Regions from separate parts of the Mus musculus genome. Here region 1 is linked to region 2. A link is a contact called in public Micro-C data. All regions are on one chromosome and are shown on one strand. Each heading gives the region's core, a stretch centred on a gene start, on an enhancer-like site or on the middle of the called end of the contact. The rest is flanking DNA. Distances are from core to core; before and after follow the strand shown.

Region 1 (5,392 bases), core at 2,628-5,127, 120 kb after region 2:
CAACTTTACAGTGTAAGTAAGATATGTGGTTGGTATTTGAAAATACGAGGACTCAAGCTGATGGGCGGGGACAGTCAAAGTTCAATGATCACTTTGTAGTTCCAATGCTAATTCCCCATGCAGCCTGTGGTGTGGTCTAAAAGGAGGAGTATTTGTTATAGAAGTAAAACAAATACACCTTTTAAAAATCGGGATAATAGAGGAGGAAGCATCAGATTGGGGCTTATTTTTCCCTGATTGTGTGAGGTCTACTGGGTCCTGTTTGATCTTGGGGGGCTTTCTTATGAGGCTAACGATCCTGCCATAGTGGAAGTATTAAGCTGCCCCGTGAAGAAGCGATGAGCTGCTTGTTTTCTTATCATCACTATCCCAGATATGCTGCTCTCAGCTATGCTGAGGGAACCTGTGCCATCTGAGATGAATAGATAGGCCCAAGAAGTGTAAACTTAGAGAATGTCTGTCTCATGCAGAAAGGTGGTGTCCAGTTAAGAGAAGGAGGGAGATACAGAGAAAACTAATTCTGTTTATACAGCAGGTGTGCCTAGAACGAAGTGCAAGAGTTAGCAATGAGACGCTTGGGAGTGTGTCAGTGAACAGGTAGGAAGAGCACGCTGGTCTGTTGGGATACAGGTTATGGATAAGGAAATGCAGGTGGTTCTCTCAGCACAGTAAAGCATGTAGTAAAATTCTTAGGCTGAAATACATTGACATAGTTATGAGAAGCACTTAGGAATCCCTGGGTCCTGTTCGAGGTTAGACCCAATTTTTTTTTTTTTTTTAAAGGAAGCTTTTTGGGGAATTGTATTGCAGCCAGATGTTTGCTTCGTATATATTGATTTTTGTATTTCGTAGAAAAGAAAGGACACGTCCTTGCTGGGTGATTTTAAACAGAAGAGAGCTTAGGAACTGTGCCTTCAGAATAGGTTTCACGTCTATCTGCCCTTCTCCTAGGCTCGGAGAGGGCTGCCCTCTACTCTAGCAGGAGCTGGGCATGGTTGCAGTGAGGGCTTCTTGAGTGGTTACTGCAGCCTGTTCATTCCGCAAACCAGAGAGGCTTGGCTGGCCGCTCTGTTGCCTGGGTTCTGCTGCAGTATTGTAGCCAATGGGAAGGAAGTGCTGGCTGTCCAATGGTGGGCAGAAAACAGCTGGTCTGCCTGCTACTGTGCTGAGAAATTAGCTCTTTATGTAGAACTGAGAAGTCATAGAATAATAGAGATTTTTAAGCAAAATTAGTACTTTGCTTTCTCATTATGCACTTCCAGGTGATTCCATGTAATTTCAGAATCTTATTATTACATATTCTCCTTCAAAGTTACTTTTGTAGAAATGCATAACTTTTTCTATGCCCGCCTCTGTCTTACTTTGTAATTATGTATGCATTACAATTTCACTTTAGAAGCAATTATATAAAATGTAGTGCGAGTTTTTAAGTAAAGGTTTCTATAGCAAGCATCCATACAACCCAAGTGGCAACATAAATAATATTGCTTTAAAAAGTTTGTCTTTGTTTGCGTTTTTATTACAGCACTTGTCCTGGAATGATTTATTTACATGTTATTTAAAGTTTCTGTCCCTATTAATCGTCCTGATGCCTAACTGAGGCACTCAGAACTGGTGATCAGCAGGCTTTTCTATTTAATTCTGGAAGAACAAGCTGCTTGTGATGACCCAAGAGAGCCTCGAGGAAGGGTTGTGAAAGGGGGTATTCAGCCAGCTCTAATCCTTGTTTTCAGAAAGGCAGTATCTTTAAGTGTTCTTTAATTAGTGAATAGATATGCTTGTGAATTCTTGTGGACACCTCAATAGGACAGAGAAGGTTTGCCTGCTTCTGGCATCATTGTCTTCTAGTAAGTAAGGTCTCGATATAAGCATAGAAAATGGAGGAAGTAGAAAATGATAGATTTAAAGTAAGCAATCATTGCAAGGTTTTGATGTGACTCATTGGCATGTTTATTTTAATATTACAATTAGAAACCTGAGTATTACATGTCCTAAGGTGAGAGCTACAAAACTAGAATGTGTCTCCTGATTTCTTGCTTGCTTGTTTGTCTTGCTGATCGCTTTGTATACATGTGATGTTTACTGCTCTGAGATAAAATCTTCCGTTTGATAAAATTGCTTCCTCCAGTCACCTAGGAAATATAAGCCAGAGAACAACACACTGATATTTAGGCATACCAAGAGAAAATATATTGCTTCAGCGAACTAAATATAAGCCATCGATGGGGACGACGTCTGGAAATAAAAAAGAATAGATTTTATGTCTGCTTCTCCTTTTCAAAGAACTTCAGTGCTTAGCTGTTATTGTTAGTACCAGAGGACTAAGTTGGCAGTGACATTTGAAATATGATAAATAAAAGCCTACAGAATGCCTGTTTCTGCTTTTAGCACTTGTCTGACTCCTTCTGCAGAGACTGCATAATGGAAATTACCGTGGAGTTAATGCAACTTCAACATGCCGACCTTTCTTACTGCACTAACTGTAGTACCTATCCCTGTGTAACGATGAAGCCGTAGTTAGTGGAACTGAAAAAGTTATTGAAGGAGAGGGCTGGGAGCTTTTTTTGCTGTTATCACCTGTATTATTAATTGGAGATAATTACTACAGAGCAGCTGGCTGTTGGTTTTAGGGAGCATCAATTGTCCTTCTCACCCAGCTGTTAACTAATAAGGATAGTCAACACATCTGTTTCAACAGCTGGTAATTAACAAAAGCCTAATTGCTGCAACTCTTTTACCATCCAGTCTGCGAAAACGAAGTGATGGACGAGAATATTGTTTACTTGGTGCTCTGCGCTTTCTGAGAGCAGCTTCCTTTTTTCTCTCCTCCTCCCATTTCTTTTCTTACTTTGAACACCACTGCCTTTGTATGAAGCATTGAATGCCAGGAGCACACAATATGGTAATCCAGAGCTTAACTTTTCCAGATCTTTGTTGGTGTTTCTTATTGCAACATTTCTTTGCTAACTTAGAAGATAAAACGGATCAAAAGCATTTTGAGTAGTTCCATACAACAGTTAAAATCTGCAGCAGCGGCTTGTCCTGGGCTGTGCTGCTGTGTGAACATCCACAAGAAGACAGGGAGAAAGAGAGAATTCTTTTCTGCCTTCACATGCACAACTCCGAAGCAATTTCCACAGTGAGAAACTGAATCTCTCTTCAAATCACTGCTTTAAATTATATGTTAACTAACATGAAGTTAGCTGAAGCCAACTCTCTTTTCTTCTCTATAAGTTGTCATCTCCTAAGAACATTGCCTTCCTTATTTCAATGCCTTTGTGTCAACTCGAAGTTTTTGAGAAAACCTGTAGTGTGTTTGTGTTTGAGAAACCTCCCTCCTGCTCTTTAAATGTTAAGTCAGAAACCTTTGAGAACTTCTGCTTAGTCTTTACAGTGATTGTGAGTAGAAACTTTTTTGGTTTGGACCTTAACATCTGAATAAAACCATTTTGCCATTAAAAGGATTATAAATTAATCTTTGTTATCTTAGTACTTTAATACTCTTAATTGTGGTCTAGTTCAGTATGATATATATTTAATGTAGACTTGACCATATAACTTTATATTTATGCTTTTATAATTTGGGTTAGTTACATACCAAAAATTTTCAGTAGCCCTTTTATGTTTTATTTGTAATACACACACACACACACTCACACTCACAAAGCTGTCTGAATAATACGAAGTCCATATTTATTAGAGCTCGCATGGTCAGGGTGATCTTCCCTTCAACGCCTTGGTGACTTTGAGAATGTTCTGGGGAGTTACATGCCAGTGATTGTGTTCTTACTGGGAGAGCCTGAAAAGCCCTGAGCTGAGGTGAGAGCAGTGCTCACCTGCTTACCCTTGTGTCACGAGCTATTTCAGTTGGCAATATTTCTACGCAGACTGTTCAGTAATTGATGTTGAAAGCTATAAAAGAAATTCTACCCTAGTGCTTGCCGTGGACTGAATTGCAGATTGCATAATTTCAATTTTTTTCTTTTTTTTTTCCTGGCAAGACTATTTTAGTTCAGCAGGTGTTCAGGTGATGAAGTGTACACTAGATGCAATGCAGAAACATACAGGATCCTGAACAAATAAACAGAACTCTACTGGCTAACTGAAGAGAAAGGTACTGCATGTAGAGAAATGTTTGTGACTGAAATGTAGACGAGAATATGTTGTCATCTGGGGAACTGTTTGTTTCTTGAGTTTAAGTAAGACTTTACTTTTCTCTGTGTGTTCATATTCTTAGGTGGCACCACAGAGCTTAGTGGAAGGAATGTTTCCTGACATGAGAGAAGACAATAGGCTTTGTTGGGAACCTACATACTAAGAATTCATTCTACCACTAAGCTACACTCCCAGCCTAGGAACCAATGCTCTGGCTGATACTTCACACACACACACACACACACACACACACACACACACACTATTCTTTTCTTGAGGAAATTAATCTCAAGGATAGGTGCTATGGTTAGAAAGAAGTTCATTAATAGACACTCACTGATAATCATTGTCAGAACACAGTACCCCCACAGCTCATGTCTCCAGCTGCATATATAGCAGAGGTTGGCCTAGTCAGTCATCAATGGGAGGAGAGGCCCTTGGTCTTGCAAATATCATATGCCCCAGTAGAGGGGAGTGCCAGGGCCAGGAAGCAGGAGTGGGTGGGTTGGGGAGCAGGGGGAGGGGGAAGGGTATAGGGGATTTTCAGCGAGGAAACTAGGAAAGGGGATAGCATTTGAAATGTAAAGGAAGAAAATATTCTAATAATAATTTAAAAAGGAAAAATATGGAGTCCTGGGAGGAGTTTTCTCAATGCTTGTGAGAAAACTCGAAAGAAAGAAAGAAAGAAAGAAAGAAAGAAAGAAAGAAAGAAAGAAAGAAAGAAAGAAAGAAAGAAAGGAAGGAAGGAAGGAAGGAAGGAAGGAAGGAAGGAAGGAAGGAAGGAAGGAAGAGAAATGTTTTGTGACCTCAGTTTTTTTCAAAACCACAGAATTTTTCTTGGAATGAGCTTTTCTGAACGTCTCAGGTATATTGGATAGAACTGAATTTAGATTATTCATTACAGCTGGCTATTGTTATTTGATTCTATGCCTCTATGGAAAAACACATTGTTTTTGTCATATGCCGTTTGTCCTCGTGACTGTACACTTTACTCAGGTGACTCTTCTTCAGTATAAATTGTCTGTTACTCTGAATAAAGTTGACTATTGCACGAGACTTTAGTCTGTTTCATTTTTAGGGCCCTGCTCTCCCAGGTTCATGCCACCAACTAGAGCAATAAGCAAGAGGTACCAGGAAGCAGAGGCCTGAAGTCAGCTGTGCTGTAAGAGAGTGAGGGCTGAGCGTGCTGGGCAGAGACCAGGGAAGCCTTTGCCTGTGTCAAGCTTGAGCATTATTT
Region 2 (5,062 bases), core at 941-3,440:
CCCATTTAAAAAACCCTTCTCTATAAAAATATAGTATTAACTTTTAAAGGTCAAATGTTAGAATTACTTTGATTTTTTTTTTTAGACAAATCTGAAATTTAAGACTAGTCTATGAACAAATTTTCTCTCATGAAGTGTTTTAATGCTGAGTAAACACAGGTAGTCACATTTGAAAGCACAGAGATGTTTGTTTAAATATTTTCAATTTACATTTTTATGTGTAGGTGATTGTGTCACAACTGAGATTTTCATGTATTTAAAGAGAAAAGGGGGTGGACCATTTGCTTAATTTTTTATTTTTCTTTTATTCTTCATAACAAAACTCATTCATTGGAGAATTCAAAGTAACTTGGAGAACTGAGATTAGGAATTTTAGATGGAGACTTTAACTAACAAATGCTAATGTTATACTGTTCATTTTGTTAGTTTTTCAAGAACAATTCTAGTACAACTTATAATTTTGGTTGAAGTTAATTTTACTTTGCTTATTGAAATTACTAATAATTAAGCAATTGACTTTTATTGTCTATAAGTTAACATTTTTTATTATACCGAATTTATCTGATTGTCTACTCTAAAATAATTCAATTATCTTTAATGTAAATCTATATTTTTCTGAAACTACGTTGTTAATAGGAAGTTTTTAAGGACAATAATCAGTATTTTATTATCCTTAACCCTAAGCTTCAAAAGGATAGAAGGGTAAAATATGTTATACATTCATAGACATATATTCCTGTTACAGTATATAGGGATATCTTAATTGTTTGGATCTCTAAAACATCTAATTTTTGCTTAAGAATATGCAAATGTGCCATTAAATCTGCTTTTTAAGATTTTTCCAGTTTAATGTCTGAATCCAAATTCATAAAGAGTTGGAAAAATGAGATGTCTGAGCTATAGGGTTTACAGGGATTTCATATGAAGCCTATTTAATCAGGATAACACAGTTATTAATATTCATAATGTCAGCTGGAACACAAATGACAGACTATGAGGCCTAAAATTTTTACTTGGTGAATTTATTAAAAGTAGCTTAAAAAATTAATGGAATTTAAGTAAAGTTGGTGAATATGAAAATCGTGTTAGCAGAAAAAAAATCTCTATTAAAACTTTCTTAGAGATCATTTTGCATTGATGTCTTTTGACAGATTTCATTGGTACTTAAAGAAGATAGATGCATGAATGGTCATTTAAGAGGATTTAAACACATTGGCACATTAATTTTTACATGAATAATAAGTACTTTCCAGAAGCAATTAACTTACAGTGTACAAGATATGAATTGGGAAATAAGATTCTGACATCAAGGTCAAAGAAAATGTGCTGTACATTTTAAACTTAGTGGCAGGACATTCTAATATTTTGATTTATTTTTATAGTTTACATAAGAAATTATTTTGAATTTGATTTTAATGCATTTGAGAGCAAATTAGAAGTGCATTGGCTTAGAAGTTTTTACCTTCCCAAAGGATGACGGTGTAGTGGTAAACATTATCTGTTTGCATTTATTGAAGACAAACATTTGTGGTAACTGCAGAATTTTATTAGAGAACACATCCAGTCCTGCAGAAAATGCAAAGGGATACAGGTTAGAGCTTGTGCTATAAATAGATGTCTTAACTTAGACATTGACTGTATCATTCTTAAAATATAATAAGGAAGGTTCTTAAATGTGTGACATTAAGGATCATCATCTTAAGTTGGCTCCTCCTTAATTTTAGGGTAAGAAGTAAAAAGTTGGGAACTCTTTAAATAAGACCAGCATTTACTGTACTGTTCCTATTTTTTATGTTTTAAATTATTCCCATGCTTGTTAACTGGATCCATAGTTAAGAGCACTTGCTGCTCTTCCAGGGGACCTGAGCTTGGTTCCCAACACCTGCCTGGGCAGCTAACAACTACCTGCTATTCCAGCCCCAAGGCATCAGCAAACACTCTCTTTTGGTCTCTACAGGCATGTACACACGCATGGTACCAATGCACATACAAGTATGCATAATTCTTAAAATTACTGTTATGACAATTCTGCCAGTCATTTATTTATCTTATTGAACAAAAGCAATTTTAGGCCATGATCTAAAGTCGTAATACACCAAGTCAATTTACATTTTTCACACAACTCTTGCAGCTTGTGAAAGCATAGCTTAGTCCTGACATATACAGCCAGCATGGGCATCCCAGTGGGTGCCAGAAGGCTCGCTTACAGTCCATCAGTGCTATACAGCATGCTGTCTTCTAGTTTGGAAATTGCTTAGGACGTTTGAGGTTCAGACTGGAAGGTTTTTACTGGGGAAAGAATTAATTTTATTGACTATAAATTGCTCTACTACAGTATATTTACTGGGCTTGCAAGATACAAAACAATGTCAAAAATTAACATGCCATTTACTTACTTTTTTAAGTGGAAATCTTTGGCCTTGAGAAATTCACTTATCTGCCCAGGAGAGGGCAGCATTTTACTACATCAGGCTTATTAAAAAACCTGCCCTGCTTAGGCTGTCAATGTTTCTTGTAATTACTCCCAGTATATTTGTTGCTTGCTTATGAATTAACTTGCATTTATGGAACTAAATCATTCCAATCATTTAATTACACCTGAGGAGCTGAACTATAATTGCCTGCTTCCAACTAGGATCTGATATGGCTTGAGCAGTATTAATTTGGTGTTTACTTTTCTGAGTGCTAAAAGCATTAAAATGATTGTGCAATGGGATTACATTTTACTAATTGCTGGCATTCATTAGCTGGGTAAATGATGAGGAAGAGTGACTGTATATTGCAGAGGGATAAAATTATGGTTTTAAATAGTATATTACTAAGCACATTAAGGCCTGTAAGACATGCTTTAAAATACTCCAGAGGTTATTAAAGACTGTATTTTCTACATGTCTTGCTATATGAATCTCTTATTAAAATACTGCAATTATTATTAACCTTTTTGGGCAATATGTAGGGAAATAGCTTCATTGACTAGAACATATTTCTCTGATATTAATAACTTCCTATATTTTCAGCTAATCCAAAAGTAAATGAGGAACTTAGAAAAAGATTGCCAACTCCAGATCAACATATTTAGAGAAAATTGGAAAAGGAGAAGCTTACTACAGCTTTATTTAAGTACTTTTTAAAGAACACAGGGTTCTAGCTATGAGGTAAATCTAATTTCATTCTCCTTTAAAAAGAAAGGATGATAAAAGAAAAATCAGAAGGAAGGAAGCAAAACCTGTATTTTTATCATGTTTATTAAACAAATACAAAAGAAAATCCCAATGATTTCATAAGTATATGATTTTAAAAAATATAGAATTGCAATCTCAAGTTTCTATTATAGGTCATAAGTGATTTATATGAATACTTGTGTAGTACATTCAAATCAATAAATTTGAAGTTTTAGATATAAAGTTTATAGCATAAATAATAAAGTTTTTAAACACATGAGGTTGTAGTTGGAGAAGTAAGTCAAATAAATTATATAACTCAAGAAGGAAGAGTGTGTAAAACATTCTTAATCTGTATTTATGAAAACATATCTGTGAAGAAATAACATTTTTCTGAGAAAAAGACTTAATTTCACCTGTTGAAAGACAGTTAATTTTCCTACCATAGATGTTTTAGAAAGCCATTTATCCTGTAAATATGTTAAATAAAGGTAAGATTTAGGAGTATTTTGATATATTATCTTAAGTTTATTTATCTAGAGATGGCTTTATTTTAGCTTTAGTCTTGGAGCCAAAAGCAGAGACAGTGCCAGAGCAAACAGGAGCAGAAGTGCACACGGAGGGAGGGCTGGGCAGAAGGTGGGATTCTCAGTATTACAATCAAGCACTTGGTGTGGGCCCAGTTCAAGGCATGGAACCAAGTGCGTTTGTCCTACCAATATGTTATTCTAAAATAACAAGTACACACACTCTCATGTACCTGCACACATACATGTACACACACACATATACACACACAAACACACAGACACAAAGGAGACCCACACAAAGAGATTTATTGCAAAAGAGATGCACAGAAAGACACAGAGACATACACAAATACCCCAAAGGAATCATATGTGCTCACAAAGAGAAAGACAAAGAAAAGACTTCAAGAAGAGGAGAGAAAAAAGGATACATAGAAAAAGAAATATGTAGACATAAAAGGATGGAGGTGTCTGGGGCAATGATTGAGACAGAGACGTGTGGAGGCACACTAAGGGAAAGACAGAGGAGGGGACATACTTGAGGAAGACTCAGAAAAACAGAGGAATACACGTGGAGGTGCACAGAAAGAAAGACAAAGTGGCTCAAAGAAAAGGAGAGATACCGGAGTAGGAGAGACACACATCGTGGAGGAGACAGCAATATACAGTGAAATTGAGAAAGGGAAGAAAGTACACAAAACAGAAAGGCACAGGTGTGTATATATACACAGAAAAGCATAGCAACTCGAAGAGGCAAAAGATACCCCGAGTGGAAGATTGGGGGATGGGGAGATAAACGTGTACATAGGGACAGGGAAGGGTACACAACAAGAGAAACACAGGGAACAGACCGAGACAGAAGGAAAAACAGACGCATGCATACAGTAAGGCACACCCAGAGCAACTCTTGAGGGGCACAAGTCAGATCTGCAGAGAGAGCAGTGCTCAGAGATGTGCAGATGGCAAAGATTGACTTACAGACAGACAGACAGACAGACAGACAGACAGACACAGGCAGAGATACAGAGAGAAGACATAGGTATGCAGACAGAAACACAGTAACAGTCTAAATGTTGAGGCAGGCTGTTAAATGCTGAAGGGGAAAGGAATATATAGGAAATTTAATATGGATTCCAGTAAAGTTCTGAGCATTTGTAATTCTTAGGAAATAAATTATTTTGAACATCTTACATACAGTTTAAGGCTTAAAATGTTTAAGCTTTAAATGTTTTAAATTAATCTATTTTTATTTCATCTCAGTTTTATCATGTAAAAATAGGATTTTCACTAAAAGACTTCAGTCTTTTCTCTTGGTTTGGGGAACTTTACTTCTAATAAAAGTCGTTACTATATAATTAAAGAAAAGAAGGTTGA

The links. A called contact is a pair of places that touch in the nucleus more often than the background predicts.
Region 1: a Micro-C map of the AtT-20 cell line shows a contact between it and region 2, with 2.2 times the contacts expected there. The contact joins two enhancer-like sites. A contact is called at or near these places in 1 of 484 Hi-C or Micro-C datasets (the AtT-20 cell line) and 2 of 9 other capture datasets (embryonic trunk and pancreatic islet).

Annotation. Positions count from the first base shown.
Region 1 is chr12:57,398,679-57,404,070 of GRCm38.p6, forward strand. All of the region lies in intron 8 of Mipol1 (mirror-image polydactyly 1), which reads left to right. Among named protein-coding and RNA genes, the nearest start is that of Gm16246, 49 kb to the right of the region's middle. Within about 2 kb of position 3,878, at least 8 of the 459 cell types and tissues checked have an H3K27ac peak or open chromatin away from gene starts, as enhancers often do. A contact at or near this core is called in the AtT-20 cell line, where this site is marked.
Region 2 is chr12:57,279,156-57,284,217 of GRCm38.p6, forward strand. The region is part of intron 1 of Mipol1 (mirror-image polydactyly 1); the gene reads left to right. Among named protein-coding and RNA genes, the nearest start is that of Mipol1, 51 kb to the left of the region's middle. Within about 2 kb of position 2,191, at least 1 of the 459 cell types and tissues checked has an H3K27ac peak or open chromatin away from gene starts, as enhancers often do. A contact at or near this core is called in the AtT-20 cell line, where this site is marked.